Linked DNA regions of Sus scrofa: all the other regions are linked to region 4. A link is a contact called in public Hi-C and promoter capture Hi-C data. All regions are on one chromosome and are shown on one strand. The core of a region is the stretch at or near the end of the contact, and the rest is flanking DNA. Distances in the headings are between cores, read along the strand shown. Region 1 holds the start of PCYOX1 (prenylcysteine oxidase 1). Region 2 holds the start of TIA1 (nucleolysin TIA-1). Region 3 holds the start of SNRPG (small nuclear ribonucleoprotein G). Region 4 holds the start of AAK1 (AP2-associated protein kinase 1).

What was found. Promoter capture Hi-C pulls out the DNA fragments that hold promoters and counts their contacts. A called contact is a pair of places that touch in the nucleus more often than the background predicts.
Region 1: a promoter capture Hi-C map of liver shows a contact between it and region 4, with 3 times the contacts expected there. The contact joins the promoter of PCYOX1 here to the promoter of AAK1 in region 4. A contact is called at or near these places in 1 of 5 promoter capture datasets (liver), 1 of 47 Hi-C or Micro-C datasets (heart right ventricle) and 2 of 2 datasets of contacts at active chromatin or transcription factors (alveolar macrophages and skeletal muscle).
Region 2: a contact with region 4 is called in a promoter capture Hi-C map of liver, with 6 times the contacts expected there. The contact joins the promoter of TIA1 here to the promoter of AAK1 in region 4. A contact is called at or near these places in 1 of 5 promoter capture datasets (liver) and 2 of 2 datasets of contacts at active chromatin or transcription factors (alveolar macrophages and skeletal muscle).
Region 3: a contact with region 4 is called in a Hi-C map of liver, with 7 times the contacts expected there. The contact joins the promoter of SNRPG here to the promoter of AAK1 in region 4. A contact is called at or near these places in 2 of 47 Hi-C or Micro-C datasets (heart right ventricle and liver).

What each region holds. Positions count from the first base shown.
Region 1 is chr3:72,222,267-72,224,966 of Sscrofa11.1, reverse strand. It overlaps PCYOX1 (prenylcysteine oxidase 1), which reads left to right and starts at 1,362. Exons shown (of 6, transcript XM_003354779.4): 1 at 1,362-1,568; 2 at 2,668-2,700. The coding sequence starts at 1,445.
Region 2 is chr3:72,239,270-72,241,969 of Sscrofa11.1, reverse strand. It overlaps TIA1 (nucleolysin TIA-1), which reads right to left and starts at 1,435. Exons shown (of 13, transcript XR_002342584.1): 1 at 1,121-1,435. TRNAG-CCC (a tRNA gene) reads right to left here and starts at 1,758; the gene lies at 1,688-1,758.
Region 3 is chr3:72,197,331-72,200,030 of Sscrofa11.1, reverse strand. SNRPG (small nuclear ribonucleoprotein G) reads right to left here and starts at 1,309. Exons shown (of 4, transcript XM_003125052.4): 1 at 1,156-1,309. The coding sequence starts at 1,187.
Region 4 is chr3:72,792,665-72,795,364 of Sscrofa11.1, reverse strand. AAK1 (AP2-associated protein kinase 1) reads right to left here and starts at 1,388. Exons shown (of 21, transcript XM_021087408.1): 1 at 1,033-1,388; 2 at 318-729. The coding sequence starts at 480. It overlaps LOC102163904 (a long non-coding RNA gene), which reads left to right and starts at 1,555. Exons shown (of 6, transcript XR_302389.3): 1 at 1,555-1,803; 2 at 2,240-2,391.

The sequences.
Region 1 (2,700 bases), core at 113-2,612, 570 kb after region 4:
GCTCCACTGGCCTCCTTGCTTTTCCTCATATATGCCAGGCATTTTCCTTTTTTAGAAAGCTCTTTCTCCAAATATTCACCTGGTCCACTCTCTCAATTATTGCAAACTTTTGTTCAAGTGCCATCCTGCTCAGTGAGGCCTGATCTGACTATCCTATTTAAAATTGCAAGCCATTCTCCACTTTTTTTTCCTCCACTCTATATTATGTCATTTGCTTACTTATTCTAATTGTCATTTGTTTCCCTTCACTAGAATGTATACGTCATTAGGATAAATATTTTAAAAATTGTTTTGTTCACTGGTTTTTCTCAAGTACCTATAATAACATTGCCTGCCACGTGGAAGGAGCTCAATAAATAATTGTCCACTAAGTAAATCCTTTATTTTGCAGTAGTTTAAACTTTCTTTTTATTTAACTTATTTTCCTTCCATCCATATACTGTTCTTCACATTCACGTACTAGTTTTTCTCCCCCCCCTTTTTGATTGGGTGTGATATATGTAGATATAGATATAGATATGTATTTTAAGGGCCACATTTAGAGCATATGGAAGTTCCCAGGCAAGGGGCAAATCTAAGCTGCAGCTGCCAGCAACAGCCACAGCCACAGCCTGGCCAGATCTGAGCCACATCTGTGACGTACAGCACAGTTCAGAGCAACGCTGGATCCTTAACTCATTGAGTGGGGCCAGGAATCAAATCTGAGTCTTCATGGATACTAGTCAGGTTCCTAACCTGCTGAGCCACAATGCGAACTCCCTGGGTGGGATATTTTAATTACAGAAATAGTATCATATGACACCCATCACTTTCTCAACAGCTTTTATGACCGAACAATACTGGGACAATAGATACAAAGCCTGCATTCTTTTAAATGTTTGCCTAATGTTCCGTATGATACGAGTACACACACGACTTTCGTTTATATCTGTTACTATTTTTCCACTTCCTTCAGTTTGGACCACCCCATCCCTGGTCTCTGTCATTTTCCCTTTCACCTAGCACCCTTTACCCAGTCATCTTGTACCCAACAAATCTCGAACATAGTGAACACGGTGATCACTCAGTAAGTATTTGGGGCACCCTTGTCCGTTTCTAACAGTGGTTTGCTGTGTGCATTCTTTGAGCCTGAGCGATTGAATCAACAGAAGAGGGCAGTATTGATGAAATTAAAAGCTGGGGTGAGCCTCCTCTGGGGCCTTTGGCAACTCCCTGAAGCAGCCTGGGCTTCAGAGGTGCAAGGAGGACTTGGGGGACCGAGAGGATTGCGTTGTAGCTTCTGGAGGAAGGGTGGCCTTGGAGTATCAGGTGCCTGAGCTGGGGACGGGCCTGGGCGGGGCTTGGAGGGGCGAGGCCAGCTAGGGGGCGGGGCGAGCGGAGAGCGCAGGCTCAAATGCGGGCGGACCGCCGGGCGCTCTAGTACGACTGCAGCACTGGGAGAACCATGAAGCCCCTCGCTGGCGGGCTCCCCTGCTTCTTGACTTTCGGGCTGTGGCTGGGGCTGCTACTTCTGTGCAGCTGGGGGTGCCCCGGGAGCGCCGCGCCGCGGTCCCCGCCAGAGAAGATCGGTAGGCGAGAAGGAGGCAGCGCAGGGCGGAGGTGGCGGGAATAAGCCCGGTGCCTGGCGGCGGCAGGCTGATACACTAGGCCCGGCACCTGTGACACCCGCCGAGCAGCGCCGAATGAGCCCTCCGCGCAAGCGGAGCCCATTCCGGCTCGCGCCCCAGGGACCGCGCTTTCCCGAGGGTGAAGACATCTCCATTTGAGGAGTTGGCTGTAGAGGGGTAGACCTGGGCCGGGGAGCGGGAGCCAAGCGTCCCTGCGGCCCCTGTCTCGGAGGCCTGGGGCTCCGAGGAGGCTGAGGCCCCTCCTGCCGACTTCTCTTGCTGCAGTTGCGGGAGGACAGTCCCCTGGTTGGTCCGGGAGCGACAGGCCGCTTCCGCTCTGCAGTTGAGAGGCCCACGAGGGCACAGCACACCGAGCAGTGCAAACAACCTGACCGCGCTGACCGCGTCTCCTTCCCTTGATGGGCTTCGGCGCCCTCGCCGCCCCGCCCCGCAGCTCTACCCATTCCCCAGCCCGGCCCGGCTGCTCCGCTGAAGTTTGCCTGCTCGCAGAGGCCACTGGCTTGCACAGTTTTCTGCCTAGAACGACTACACAGCCGAAGCATTCACTCTTAGTTTCAGTCTTTTTGGTGTTTTGCTCTGTTTTCTTTTGCTTTGCTTTTTAAATTCCCCTTAAAGCTGTGTTCTTTGGGATCATTAACCTGTTCACATTAACGAGACAGAGCAAATGTAGGCAAAAATGGCGGCCACTTTATTTAAAATGCGTGCTGGAAGGGCCCCACCTCCTCTGTTCCCATGTATTGGTCACAAAGAATGGTGTGCGGGCCACTTGGTGCCTCCGCAAAGAACTGTGAGAATCTTGGGGCATTGGGGGAAAAAAATTAGTGTCAGTTTGTAAGTTTATCTATTATCACTTTTGCCTGGAGGCAGTGACTGTCCAGATTCAGAGTTCTATCTTCACAGCAGCTGTCACTTGCCTCCCTGTCCCCAGGCTTCCCTAAGTTGTTAATAGCCTAAAGTAACGTCTGTTAACAGTCTTTCAAAAAACGAAACCTACAAAGCTGATAAGAGGGAAAAAACTGTTTCTTTTTTCCCCCTCTAGCGGTCATTGGAGCTGGAATTGGTGGCACTTCAG
Region 2 (2,700 bases), core at 186-2,685, 550 kb after region 4:
ATTACATTGTACTTCATAAGTGATATCTAGAGACTTGCAAAAAGAAACCGAAGGGCGCATTTTTAATGCATAGAGTTCTCAAATTGTCAGTCTTCCTAAGAATAAAAACAAAAAACTACATCAAAAACTCATTGGGCTTTTTTCTTTCTTTTGGAGAAAAGCAACAAAGGCAGGATCACCTCATCCGACTATACTTGGAAAAACAAAGAATGCTGGGGAAGGCTACATGACAAAGAAAAGATCCCAAACGAAGATCATTTAACACTACCTCTAAAAATTCCCAGAGGTGACTAAATACGTTAAGGTACTTATTAATTGCTGCTTCATTAAAAACTCCCCAGTCCTTCAGAGTCATGTCAATCACAAAAGTAGAAGGCGAAGATATAAACGTATTAGATCCACTTCCCCTTAGTAGATCTATCCCTCCGGGTGAGATTTCCATTTGAAAAAACAAACAAAAAAACCCCCAAACAAACAAACAAACACAGCACTTTCAAAATCCTCAAGGGGTCCGATTTTAGACTTTTTCATCTGGAGAGGGGGTGCCACAGAAGGAAAGCCAAAGAAAAGTTCAAAGAAAAACATCTGGCTTTTTTTCCAGTTGGCAACTGCGGGAATAAAGTTTACCTCCCGGAAAATGAGTCCAAACATTTTCAAGAGAAGAATGCCTATCAACGAGAAGGAAATGAAAGGAAGAGTTTCTGGGAAAAAAACTAAAATGAAAGGAAATAAAGCTCGAAAAGAGGTTAATCGAGAAGCCGGGGTGGGGGGGGGGGAGAAGAAAAGCGTGGGACAAAAAGGCTCGCCAAGTTCTAAAGAGGTTTGAATTAAAAAGTCTTCTCCTGGCCTAAAACCACAGAAGGCCCCGGGCGAAGCCAAAAGCCACGCTGTGGGGTAGTAAACGTGTAGGGACTAATTTAGAGGGTTGAGCCCCCTCTCCCTCCAGCTCGTCCTCTCACAGCCGGGGTCTCGGTCCCTAGGCAGCCAGGTGAGCGCCTAAAATAGGAGCCACGAAATCGCGGCGTCCACGGGGAACAATAGGCTGAGCAACGGCGCTGAGCCGAAGCCTCGCTCCGGGACCACCACCATCCCGCCCCCCTCATCGCTGCCCCAGACTCACAGAGTCTTAGGCATCTCGTCCTCCATGGCTGCTGCTGTCGCGGCGGCGCCTCTGAGTCCAGCTCCCTACGCTTTACTACCTCACAAATCTTTTGAGCGGCTATGGCTGCGGAATAGCGGGGGTTTCTTGGCTGACCGGAGGTTACTCCGCCTCCTTCTTCGACAGCAATGACACTAAACCACCCGGCCCAGAGCGAACAATGAAGCCCCGATACAAGATGGCGGCGAGCCGGGAGCCTTGGAGCCGCCAGCGAAGTGACCCGGGCCGCGCAGGCGCAGAAGAATCTTGCACTTTCAACCTCCCGGCCGCCAGGCTACACCTCAGTCCATACATTCACTTGTTGCGCAGCCGCTCTTCCAACCACGCCAGGGATTTGTCTCAGACTGCGCAGGCGTGAAGGTTAACTATTTCAGGACTACAGTAAACTTTATTGAATTCCACCTCCCGATTCGAATGTTTCAACGGTGAATTATAATGAAATATAAATATTCGTGGAAATGAAAAGTTCGAAGTGTTTCTACAAGAAGAAAAAGCTATAAAAATAATCTAAGGCAAAGCAAAAGGCCATGCGCCGCCCGGGAATCGAACCCGGGTCGCAAGAATGGGAATCTTGCATGATACCACTACACCAGCGGCGCTGACGGTAATGCTTCTTGCAGAAATGCTTTAGAACTAATAGCAAGCAAACTTTCGTTCCCGAACAGCTATGAGGAAGGTTCGTTCACTCCTTTAAAAACAAAAGCCTATTGCTACTTTCCCTTAATGTAAGTGATGATTTCTCTCATTCCAATACAGTTAAATGGATGTTCCTACTTTTTCAGTACGGAAAAATCTCATTTAAAATTTGTTTTTAAACTTAAAAAGTAAGAGTTTCATTAAGAAGAATTTGTCTTGTTGGTGTTAAGCAGCTTTTTGAAAGCCGGGCATGTATTTCCAGATTTTTGCGGAGTTTTTCTTTATGTACTCAGTGTACATTGGAAAATATTAAAGAAATATTTATTTAATGCAAATCGGTCCCAAGAATTCTAAAACCATATGAATTGGGGCATATACAAGTTTCAGTCCTTTTGGGGTGGGTGGGGGGGAGGCAGAAAAATTAGGGTTCTGAAATGTACTTCAATATACTCATTATGCATTTTGTATTGCATTTTATAATTTATGTGAAAAAATTTAAACATTGGGGAATGTCCGTGTTCAAAAATGTGATCTCTTCTTTGAAGTAGTTCCTTTAGACTGTGATAATTTTGGATTACCATTTTTGGACTTGTCTTTAGAATCTGTTGCACATTCTTAGGATTTCATTCAAAGATATCAAATATTAGTCTTTTGAGGATGAATAAGACAAATGTTAATAGTAGATTGTATTTTTTTAAGAAACTTTTTGAGATATAATTTGCATAATGTACATTTCTTCCATTTAAAATATGCAGTTCAGTGTGGTTTTTTTAGTGTATTCACAGAGATGTGTAGCCATCTCATAATCAATTTTAGCACACTTTCACCATCCTGAATAGGAAAGCTGTACAATTAGCAGTTACTTCCTATTCCCCATCCCGCCCCTCTCCCCAACCCACTATTTT
Region 3 (2,700 bases), core at 60-2,559, 600 kb after region 4:
AAAAAAAAAAGATTTCGGGCCTCGTGGGTGGCATGCGGAAGTTCCTGGGCTAGGGACTGAACTTGAACCACAGCAGTGCCATGTTGGATCCTTAACCGGCTGAGCCACGAGGGAACTCCAAAAAAAGATGGTAAGGAAGAAAAAGTTAAAAGTCATTTTGGAGGTAGACCTGGCAGGATCTCACAATTATTGAAATCTACATATAAGAAAAGAAAGGTAATTAAAAACTCTCATTAATATCTTAAGAATCAAAAAGGAAATCTTACCAAGAACACCCCCCCAACAAAAGAGCCTTCTCTAATTAGAGAAAAATGAATGTTCTCACGCATTCCAGTTAACAGAGCAAAATATCACACATTCAAGTTCAACCTAAGTGCAAGAAATTAAGAAAAAAGAACGGGATTTCTTTTTTTTTTTTTGTCTTTTTGCTATTTCTTTGGGCCGCTCCCGCGGCATATGGAGGTTCCCAGGCTAGGGGCTGAATCGGAGCTGTAGCCACTGGCCTACACCAGAGCCACAGAAACGCGGGATCCGAGCCGAGTCTGCAACCTACACCACAGCTCACGGCAACGCCGGATCCTTAACCCACTGAGCAAGGGCAGGGACCGAACCCGCCACCTCATGGTTTCTAATCGGATTCGTTAACCACTGCGCCACGACGGGAACTCCCAAGAACGGGATTTCTAAGTTAAAGCTCAAAGGAACCACCAACACACTAAGATGAAGGCAGCTTTTGAATTTCTCATATACCATCAAAACAATTCCATTCCATCCACCTCCTTAGTTCCTTACAGAATTACTGTCCAACCACCTTATCTCGAACGTGATGCTACTCAAGGCGTTCAGCTAACTGTGGTATTCAAGATCTTTAAGTAACGAAGGATCGAGTGCCAGAGACCCGGCCAGGAACTCCGGCCTGGGAGGCAAACCTGCAGACGGAGGGGCCTTTACGTCTTTGAAAAGCATGCCCACCAGGCCGAAATACAACATTTGCGCGGGATGCAGGCCCGGAAACGTGGGACGGTGGCCCGGATCGCGGCGGCAGCCAGTGGCAATAAGCACGGCAGACACACTCTCCGGAAATGGCTGGGGATCCAAGGAACTCAAGGCCTACAAAGAAGCCGCCATTTATGCGCGGCCCTCATGCATACTTACTTCTTCAACTCCGGCGGGTGAGCTTTGCTCATGATGCCTACTCCGCGAACTCAAAGAAACCTCCAAACGGAATTCGTGTTCTCCCTCACGCTCCAGCGGTAGGCCCGGTGCTTTGCGTCTGACGTCACTGATCCCGTTAGCCAATTGATTGTTGGCCGCTTTCACGTTTCACGTCGCGATACTTAGGAAAATCCTGAGCTCGCAGATCAGTCCCAAGCTTCCGTTGTGTCGCCAGGGATTGGCTAGAGCGGAGGGGTGGGGCCTCCAGTCTTTATATTCCTCTTTGTAATTGGGTTGCTGTTCCTGCCTCTAGCATTTGAAGGACGCTGGTTAACTCATTGTCTTTGTGGGTTGCAAAGTTGTCTTGACGCTACCAGATGAAAATAAGCTCTGGAGGGGTAGGCTCCTAAAAATTTCTTTGGCATGTGTGTGCATACTTCCATGTGTTGTTCTTCCCTTTGTTGTCCTCTGCAAACACTGCGGTTTTTTTTTTTTTGGTCTTTTTAGGACCGAACCCTCCGCATATGGAAGTTCCCAGGCTGTGGGTCAAATCTGCGCTGCAGCTGCTGGCTTTTGCCATAGACAAAGCAACGCTGGATTCTTAACCTACTGAGCGAGGCCAGGAATCAAACTAGTATCCTCATGGATACTAGTCCGGTTCTTAACTCCCTGAGCCACATCGGGAACTCGTTTTTTTTTTTTTTTTAATTTAGCAAATTGAAGGTTTGAGGCAGCCCAGAGTCCAGCAAATCTCCCAGCGCCATTTTCCCAAGAGCATTTGTTCACTTTGTGTCTGTGTCATTTTGATAATTCTTACAGTATTTCAAATTTTTTCATTACTGTATTCGTTATGGTGATCTATGATAGGTAATCACACTAAGAAAAAAAAAATCTTGTGACTTGCTTTGAGGTATTTGCTTCACTGTTGAACCTGTGGTATTTTAGTATTCCCACAGGATGTCATGCTACAACTAAGGTTCTAGTAACAGCTCAGTTAACGACCTCTGCACCAAAGGAATAGAGTGAGGGGGCCTCAGTTTCCAAAAATTTTAATCTAGAGGAGTTCCCGTCGTGGCGCAGTGGTTAACGAATCCGACTAGGAACCGTGAGGTTGCGGGTTCGGTCCCTGCCCCTGCTCAGTGGGTTAACGATCCGGCGTTGCCGTGAGCTGTGGTGTAGGTTGCAGACATGGCTCGGATCCCGCGTTGCTGTGGCTCTGGCGTAGGCCGGTGGCAACAGCTCCGATTCGACCCCTAGCCTGGGAACCTCCATATGCCGCGGGAGCGGCCCAAAGAAATAGCAAAAAGACAAAAAAAAAAAAAAAAAAAAAAAAAATTTTAATCTAGAGGTCATAAGTATATTCCCCACGGACAGTCCTGCAATGCTTCCAAAACCCCACTTAACTGTACCTTGCCCCTCTATATAAAGTATGAAGAGCAGCACACAGATGATTTCTAAAATATTGATTTTCAAGTCGAAAGGTGTAAAAAATGGTCTGATTTGATCCTAGTTAAGTTTCCCAAAAGAGGAGCAGCCCACATTTAT
Region 4 (2,700 bases), core at 139-2,638:
TTTTCTGCCTAATCTTCATAATTCGGTGAGGGAGACAAGAATGGGCTTGAAAATGTTTTTGGTTTTTTTTTTTTTTAAATATAAGGCCACCGAGGTAAACAATTTCTGGCAACCTTCTTCTACCCACAAATCCTTGTCACTTTCAAATCTCAGTTTTAAATTTCTCAAGGACAATGACTCACAGGGCAAGGAAAGGGGGAAGGGAGGGAGGGTCAACCGGTCTAGAGCCGTTCATACATTCAACAACTAGAAACCAGAGTCCTGCTGCATCAGCACAGGATTTTAATTTACGGCGCACTGAAAGAGTCCCACCGTACCTTCCGCCAACACCTCGTCCACAGTAACCTGCTGTCGCCCAATGCCAAAGACCCTTCCGATGTAGCCACTGCCCAGGCCCGAGGTGCTGCCCCCTCCTCCGCTGGAGCCGGAGCCCAGGCCAGAGCCTCCCTGCTCTCGCCTGGAGTCGAAAAACTTCTTCATCTTGCGGAAAGGAAGCAGTAAAGCAAAATACCGACGGTTTCTAGATTTTTTTTTTGATTTTTTTTTTTTTTTTTTTTTTTTTAAGAAAACAAGAGATCCAAGGATTTCTTCTCGGATTTCAGCTCGGAGAGGAGCCACCCGAATCCGGCCGTGGGGGTGGGGGCTGGGGGAGGATGCCTATAGGAATATGCGTGTCAATCGCGCGGCGGTCCCCTCCTCCTCAACAGAGCGATTCGTGTAAGTTTAAACCTGTGATGACAGAGGGAGAGAGAGAGGATGAATCAGTAACACACTTAAAAATTCAACCGCTGAGTCCTAGGGGGAGCAAAAGCCATCATCCTGGGGAAACGCTTCATGCATTTTCTAAGGGAGAAAAACCCTGGGGCTGAAAACCCACCGGTTCTCAGCCCCAGAACCCTGGACCCTCTTGCCCAGGGTTCTGAAAAAGGAGGGATTCGGGCCGCCTCCGGCAGCACCGACCCAGCTGGACACTGCCTCCCCTCCTCCCCGGTCTCCCGCCGCCCCGCGAGAGAGCATCCCGGCGGCACCCACTTGAGATGGCTCGGCGGGCCGGCGCCCAGCTACCAGCCCCGCAACATTGTCACGGCCGCCGGGCCGGCCTGCGAAGCTGTGAGGAGGCGGCGCTGCAGCTAGAGCCGGGGCAGCGTTCGGCGCCCGCCCGCCAGCTGATCCCCGGAGCGCCCGGCGGAGACTGACCCGCCACCCCTCCCCCGTGCGCGCTCCCGCCCGGCTCCATCCATCCAACCAGGAAGTGAAACGCCGCCGGAAGTGCCTCTCGGGACGGCGCGGCTAGAGGCCAAGGCCTCCAGCTGCAGCCGCTCTCTCACAACCAGCGGGAAGGAGTCGTCGGAGAGTAGAGAGCTGGGGAAAGGGGCGGGGGGGGGGACCTCAATGCGGGGAGAGTTTTGGAAAAGAACGTTGATATTGCCCGACCCTTAAGGCACCATGGGAAAGGTAGTTCGGCGCATCCCAGCAGCTGGACTACAACTCCCAAGATACCCGTGGAGGAGCGAGCGAGGCGGCTGCGGTGGCCTCCTCCGCCGCAAGGTGGTTAGTGGGGTGGTGCATTTGTGAGGATTCGGTTAAACATCCGGCGAGAAAACTGCTAGGGACTAGCGTTTCCAGCCTGCTCTCTATGTTCCACTCTTGTGGAGCCATCTTATTTGAGGCTTGATCTGCACAAGGGATTCTGGGGATTGTGGTTTCCAAGCATATCCCGGCTGACACCTGAAGGACGCAGCTTAACCGCTCAGCCCCTAGCGGGTCCTGCTGGGCGTACCTTCGACACCTGGGCAGACAGAGGTGAAAGACTGAGGGTGACCCGGAAATTTTGCTGGCAGATGTTTTTGGTTTTTGGATTTTGGGGTTTTTTTTTTGGTTTTTGTTTTACCAGACCACACCCAAACGCCAACCCTAACATAAATAAGCCTGGAGCCCTTCCTCCTCCAGCTTCAGATGTTACTAAGAACCAGCTCAGCTGAGCTAGTCCTCATAAGACGTTGTCTTTTCAGGAAATCTACAGGCGCGACTCAAACTGAGAAAGTTAAAGAGCGTGTGCAGGGCAGATCGTAGGGTATCAGGAGACCCAAACCTTTGGTTTGAACCCAAACTTTGGGGCTTGTCTCACGGTGACCCTGCATTCTGCCACCTTTTCTGTTGCTGTGGGTGGGCCTGACCTTCACTAACCCCCTTCCATACAAGAACTCTAGGCTGACCTGTTATTTCTTTTCACTTCAAGATCCCCCCCATGATGCCTATTTTATCCTGATATCGTCCAACTGCTGAGAGTGGGGGTGGACAGCGTGATTTACCTCTGCCAAATGCAGAAGATTTGGAAGGCATCTTGGGACCCTTCTCCATTCCTAGATTTCCTGATGGATGGTGCTGAAGGTAGTGTCAAATCCCTGCCCATCCCCCTCCGCAAATCCATGATTTTCCAAATCCCTAAATATGGGTTATTTCTCACTTCCACCTGCTCGCCCTAATTCTGCGAGAGCCTTCTTGGCTTGTAAATTAGTTCCAGATTTTTTCTGCAGACACTTGAGAAGATGTGGGGGCGGGGCGGGGCAGGGAGGATGGTTCTTGCTTTCTCTAATCTGAAAATTGAACTGAGCTGTGAGAGGTTTATGCTGCTGCTTTCTCTTCTTCCTCCTCTTCCTGGTTCTCCTTCTCCCTCTCCCTCTTTTCCTTATTCCTCTT